Linked DNA regions of Mus musculus: region 2 is linked to region 1. The links are chromatin contacts, called in public HiChIP or PLAC-seq maps. All regions are on one chromosome and are shown on one strand. Each heading gives the region's core, a stretch centred on a gene start, on an enhancer-like site or on the middle of the called end of the contact. The rest is flanking DNA. Distances are from core to core; before and after follow the strand shown. Region 1 overlaps Gm2a (GM2 ganglioside activator protein). Region 2 holds the start of Anxa6 (annexin A6).

Evidence for each region. HiChIP or PLAC-seq counts read pairs in DNA pulled down with a chosen protein or histone mark.
Region 2: an H3K27ac HiChIP or PLAC-seq map of embryonic stem cells shows a contact between it and region 1, with 6 read pairs. The contact joins the promoter of Anxa6 here to the enhancer-like site in region 1. A contact is called at or near these places in 1 of 15 datasets of contacts at CTCF or cohesin (CD8 T cells), 4 of 115 datasets of contacts at active chromatin or transcription factors (CD8 T cells, the SCID.adh cell line, effector CD8 T cells and 1 more) and 2 of 9 other capture datasets (adipose tissue and liver).

What each region holds. Positions count from the first base shown.
Region 1 is chr11:55,112,257-55,114,982 of GRCm38.p6, reverse strand. It overlaps Gm2a (GM2 ganglioside activator protein), which reads right to left. Exons shown (of 4, transcript NM_010299.3): 4 at 1,954-2,726. Among named protein-coding and RNA genes, the nearest start is that of Gm2a, 16 kb to the right of the region's middle. Within about 2 kb of position 1,397, at least 123 of the 459 cell types and tissues checked have an H3K27ac peak or open chromatin away from gene starts, as enhancers often do. A contact at or near this core is called in CD8 T cells, adipose tissue and embryonic stem cells, where this site is marked.
Region 2 is chr11:55,032,069-55,034,794 of GRCm38.p6, reverse strand. It overlaps Anxa6 (annexin A6), which reads left to right and starts at 1,324. Exons shown (of 26, transcript NM_013472.5): 1 at 1,324-1,436.

The sequences.
Region 1 (2,726 bases), core at 148-2,647:
GTGTACTACAGTGTGAGTTCAAGGCCATCCTGGGTAACTTAGCAAGAGCCTATCTCAAAATAAATGTTTTAAAGTTCTAGGGGAGAGAGAGCAGGGAGATGGTTCAGCGGGTAAAGGGTCTGCTGCAGAACCTGACAACTCAAGACTCAAGTTCAATCTCTAGTACTCACATGGTGGAAGGAGAGAACCCATTTCCAGATGCTGTCCTCTGACCTCCACACAACCCCTATGGCACAGGCATGCACACACACACACACACACACACACACACTAAATTAAAATTTTCTTTTTTAATATTTAGAGGGCTGAGAAGAAGCTTCAATGGGAAAAGCACTTGCCACACAAGCCTGATAACCTGAGTCTAAATCCCCAGTATGACTTAAAGCCAAGCATGACCGCATGAGTCTGTAATCTCCATTCTCCTACAGACAGTCGGGAAGCAGAGACAGAATTCTGGAAGTCCAGGGGCAGCTAGTCTGGCACATGCAGAGCTGAACAACAGAGACTCTGTCACAAACAAGCTGGAACACAAGGACATCCAACACCTGAGGTTGCCCTCTAACCTCCAGACATCCACTGTAGCACATGTGCCCATACTTACCTGCACACATAGCACACAAACACAAAGATTACAAAGACTTTTTTGATTAGTTATCATTCTAAGGCATGGTGGCACATGGCTGTAATCCCAGCACTCAGGAAACTGAAGCAAGAGGATCACAGAGAAAGGGAGAAGGTAAAAGAGAGAGGCCAGCCATGGCCAAGAGGAAAGAAGGGGGAAAGAAGAGAGAAGGCTAGTGAGTAAGAGGGAGAGGAAGAGAGGGGAGGGGGGGGAGGGGAGGGGAGGGGAGGGGAGGGGAGGGGAGGGAGGAGTAAGAGCGAGGTGAGGCCAAGCAGCCCCTCTTATGGTATGCTGTATCTTTACTGTTGCTAGGTAACTGGGGAGGAGTTTAGCCTGAAGGTCAGAAGTTTGGGCTATTGCCTACGTGACTTCTAGCCATGCTTCTCTTGTGGGGGCTGAGGGGGTGGTAACTTCGACAGGAGCCAGGGTTCCAGGAGCATGAGAGAACTTCTTCGGTCTCATGTAGGTGAATTATCACCACCAGGTCCCAGGGTTCAGACCTCAACTTGACTGAAAACCAGACTGTATGTGTATAGCCCAACGCCCCACACCTCAGTGCTGAGAGTACAGTTCTGCATTCCATTCGGACCAATCTCCCTTCAGAGCTTGTGACAGCTGCCTCCTTCCCCCAGAGCCTGGGTGTTGCAAACAGATCTGTGTACTATCTCCTTCCCAGGCTGAAGTGACTTAAGAGCAGGCTCAGCTCTATGGCCTTTCTTCCTCTTGAGAAGGTTCTGTGTGTGTCCTGCGGGTACAGAGAATGAAACAGAAAAGGGGACTGTAGAATGGAGAACTGGGTGCTGTGGGGGAGGGCAGTAAGTTACATGTGATGTGAACACGGAAAGGCACCGAAAGGGAAGGGGCGGGGAAGGGGGAAGAATCAACCAATTGTGTTTGAAGATACAACAAAGTAATGGAATAATTGCAGGAAGAATGTGAAACTCCTCTTTAACCCCAGCACTCTGGAGGCAGAGGCAGGTGGTTTTCTGTGAGTTCATGGCCAGCCTAGTCTACAAAGTAAGTTACAGGACAGCCAGGGCAACACAGAGAAACCCTGTCTTGAAGAGAAAAAGAAGAAAAACAAAAAGTGAATAGTGTGTGCTAAATAAAAATAATTTTTCAATGATATGGGTATCGGAATGGCTCAGTAGGTAAAAGTACTTACCACCCAAACTGGCCTCTGCTTAATTCCCAAGCCACAGTAGGAGAGACTGACTCCCTCCCCAAAGTTATCCTCTGACCACAAATGCACCATGGAACAAGTGCCTGAATACTCTTTCCTCTTTTGCGCACATACACAGTAAATAAATGTAAAAGAAATTAACAGAAACTTTCACAAAACAGTCTCTTTTTATTTTGAAAAACTTCTAAAGCAAGACAGAAATAGCTCAAATGTCACATCACCTGTCATTAATGCTAAGACCCTCCACAGCCACACCCACGTCAACACAGCTGAAATGCTAGTCTAATCCGACATCTGAAATGAGGATCTCAGACAGTGTCTGTATTCTCTCCCGGTATGCATGTGGCTGTTTCTAGATCATTCCTTATTATTCGTGGCCTTGGCAACCTTGAAGAGCTGCTTGGGATTATCTGACCATAGTTATATTGAGATGACATACTAAGAGCATCTCAGAGAAATGGCGCATACCCTTCAGTAACTGCTCATTTTATAGTGTTAGTTTTATAGCCCAGGCTAACTTGAATTTAAAATCTTCATAAGGGCTGGGATTGCAGGTGTGAGCCACCACGCCCTGCTAGGTAAGACTTAAACAGTGCAGATACTTGGTTTTTGTGCTATTTTATGCCCAGCTTAACATCCACATGAGACTCTTGTCAGTGGGTGACATTTACTCCTGAGGCTGCTGGCTTTTTTCTCTATCTTCTTTTCCTTGGGGTTCCACTGTGCACAGTAGACTCTATCCTGGGTTCTTATTTAAAAGACTCAAATGCATTGTCATCTTTTCTGTTACTCAAACTAACCAGGGATTAATCATCAGACACCCCTTCAGGTTGTCTGCTCCATTCCCTTAATGTGGAGGTTCACGCCTTTGATTCCAGCACTCAGGAGCCAGAGGCAGGTGGGTCCCTGAGTTCAGGGTCA
Region 2 (2,726 bases), core at 75-2,574, 80 kb after region 1:
CTACAAACTGAGCCACAACCCCCAGACCATTATTATTGCATGTTTTCTGAGACAGTCTCGTGTAGCCCAGGCTGGCCTTGATGCCAGTGATGACCTTGAATTCCGGATCCTCCTGCTCCAGCCTCTCAGTGCTGGGATGCAGGCTCTGCTGATAATCTGCTCCTCTCAAAAGTTGTAATGGCATCATTCTCGTTCTGAAGGTGACACTGCCCCACTTGCTTTGCCCCAAGTGCTTCCTCCACCTTAGCCCCAGGCTTCCCATAGAGAAATCTAAACCTCTGTCTATTGGCAGGTCCCAAGGGTGGGGCTGGGCAGCAGAGCTCACCTGTTCAGTTTGCTCTAGCTTGCACCAGAGGTTCAGTAAGTGTTCTTTGGGTGAAATGAAAAACAAACAAGCAACAAACAAACGGAGGACAATTTTCCAACTAGATCTTGGAAGATGCTTACTACTCTCTGAACGAGTGACAGATTCTGGAGATAATATTTTTTAAACTTTTAACTTTTAAAAATTACATTTTCTTTATTGAAGTGCAAAAAATATGTGCGAGCCCCCTGTAGGGCAGCAAGCACCTTGGCCTTCTGAGGCAGCTAGTTGGCTCCTGAGGATGACCCTTTAAAGAAACTCAAGGAACTTATTAACAAACAGAAGTCTGCTGTCCGCTGTGGCCACCAGGCAGTGGGGGCGGGGTGGGGGCGGGGGTTGGGGGTTGAGGGAGATTTCTCTATCAAAGCTGGGCTATCTGTTTTCCAGAGGTTGTACCGCTTTTCCACACAGACCTGGATGACAACTTCTGGTCCTCCTATCACTCCCTCTTCAACCAGAACCCACTCCCCAAGGCCAAATCTAAATTAGATTTCCAACCCCACAATCTGCAAGCTGAGTGACCCTGGGCGAGGCGCGGTCTTCTCTGGTCTTTCCTTCCTTGCAAAGTAGGTGACTACGCCTGTGACCCGATAGGGCAGGAAGGCGTGAAATCTGATCAGTCAGGTAAGGTCTCAACTTCAATTTTGGCAAGCTTCAAATTTCTCAACAAAGCTTTGGTGAGTAGCAGGAATGTTGGAGAATGTGTCCAGAACAGGACATTAATTTGACTTCTATTTCTGGGTGGCAGCGTGACCTTTGCCAAATCCCCTACCCTCTGGAGGTGACGTCAGGGCTGGGGTCAGAAACGACCCAGGTAAGAGGTGGCAGGTTTCCCCCGAGGGCGCCCTCCCCCATGCCCTTCCCCTGCAGCCGGTGACACCCAAACTCCAAAAAAGAAGCACTCGGGGTGGGGCTGGACAGGGCGGGGCGGGCAGCGAGCGAATCCGATTGGCCCCTGCGCGCCACGTGTCCCCCTCCACCGTGCGCCCAGCCTGCGCTGCGGCTGCTGCTAGGCTAACGGGCTTCGAGCTGCGTCTGTCCATACGCCCTGATCTGAGGCCTCCCTAGCGCGGTGAGTGTGCAGAGTCGCTGCGGGACACGGGGTCCAGGACTGAAGGGACCTGGTCGGGTCCATGCTGGTGTGCGGTCACCCCGGGGTGTCGCGGCTGGGTGTGTCCCGGGAGGGAACCCAAAGTGCTGGCGCTGGTTGACAGCACCCTGAGGGGGGAGGGGAGCTGGTGCCCCCCGCCCGGCCCCGCCGAGGGTGTGGTCCAAGACCCAGGAGCCTAATTGTCTAAAGTAGTGGAAAAACTTGGTGACCCTCGCGGGAGGCTGTGAGTTACTCAACTTGGAGAGCTTGAGGAATTGAACAGTCTGCTGAGCACCAGACGGTTCGTGGTGTGGTCCGGGAGAAAGGCTCCCTGATGCGGGTCAGAGGAAGGACCTGCTGTCTTTCCGGAGATGCTCACCTTTCCGGGAGCCGCAGAGGCTCTTAGCAAGATGCAGAGGTCCCACTCTGAATTTTGCTTCTCCTAAGCCAACCCGGCTCCTTCCCAGTTTTTCAGGGTCTTAGTTAGATGCTTCCTACTGACCTCGAATCCAGATCCCACCACCAACTTGCAGTGTGGCCTTGAGCCAGCCGCCTTTCCCTCTCTGAGCCCCCATCTCACAAGTGTTGATAACCCCCGCTTTCAGTCCTATGAAAGTGGGTTTGATTTGGCTGCTGGTTGGGGAATCTTGAGTACAGGTGTGGTCGATGAAACTCTCCTTTAGAGAGAATCTGGCTTCTGCTTCCCCCCACCCCCGCCCCACTCCCGCCCCACCCCCTTTTGTCTAAACTCTGGTGGGTCTTACTAGACACTTCCAAATTTGGGCATATGGCTCCAGGATTTGTAGGGGATCCTGGTGTTCCCTTAGAATCTGCCCTCCATTTCACCTCACCTGGCCAGATCACATCTTGAAGCTGCTGAGCCCACCTCTCCGACAGAATAGCTTGACTCTCCAGCCTTTCTTATCCCCCGGGAACTATTTCAGCCCCTGTATGCCCTGATGTTCTGGCTGCAGGCCCTAAGCCCTGCAGGAAGACCCTGGGCAATCCTCTCCCATATCCATGAGTTGCAGCTTGCCTGGGACACTTGGAAGGACTTCTTTTCTCTCTGGGCCCTTGTTCCCCATAGTGGTCTGCTGAGGTGGCCGCCACTTCCGGTGCCCCCCCCCCCCCCCCCCCCCCGCCAATTCAACTGTTCTCAGATTTGGGAGTGGGGTGTGGCTGGGCATGGAGGGAAGGAGAAGGCCTTCATCCCCTTGCAGCTGTGACTGTCGCTCACCATGTCCCTTTACTTCCTGTCCTTTGTTTGTGAGC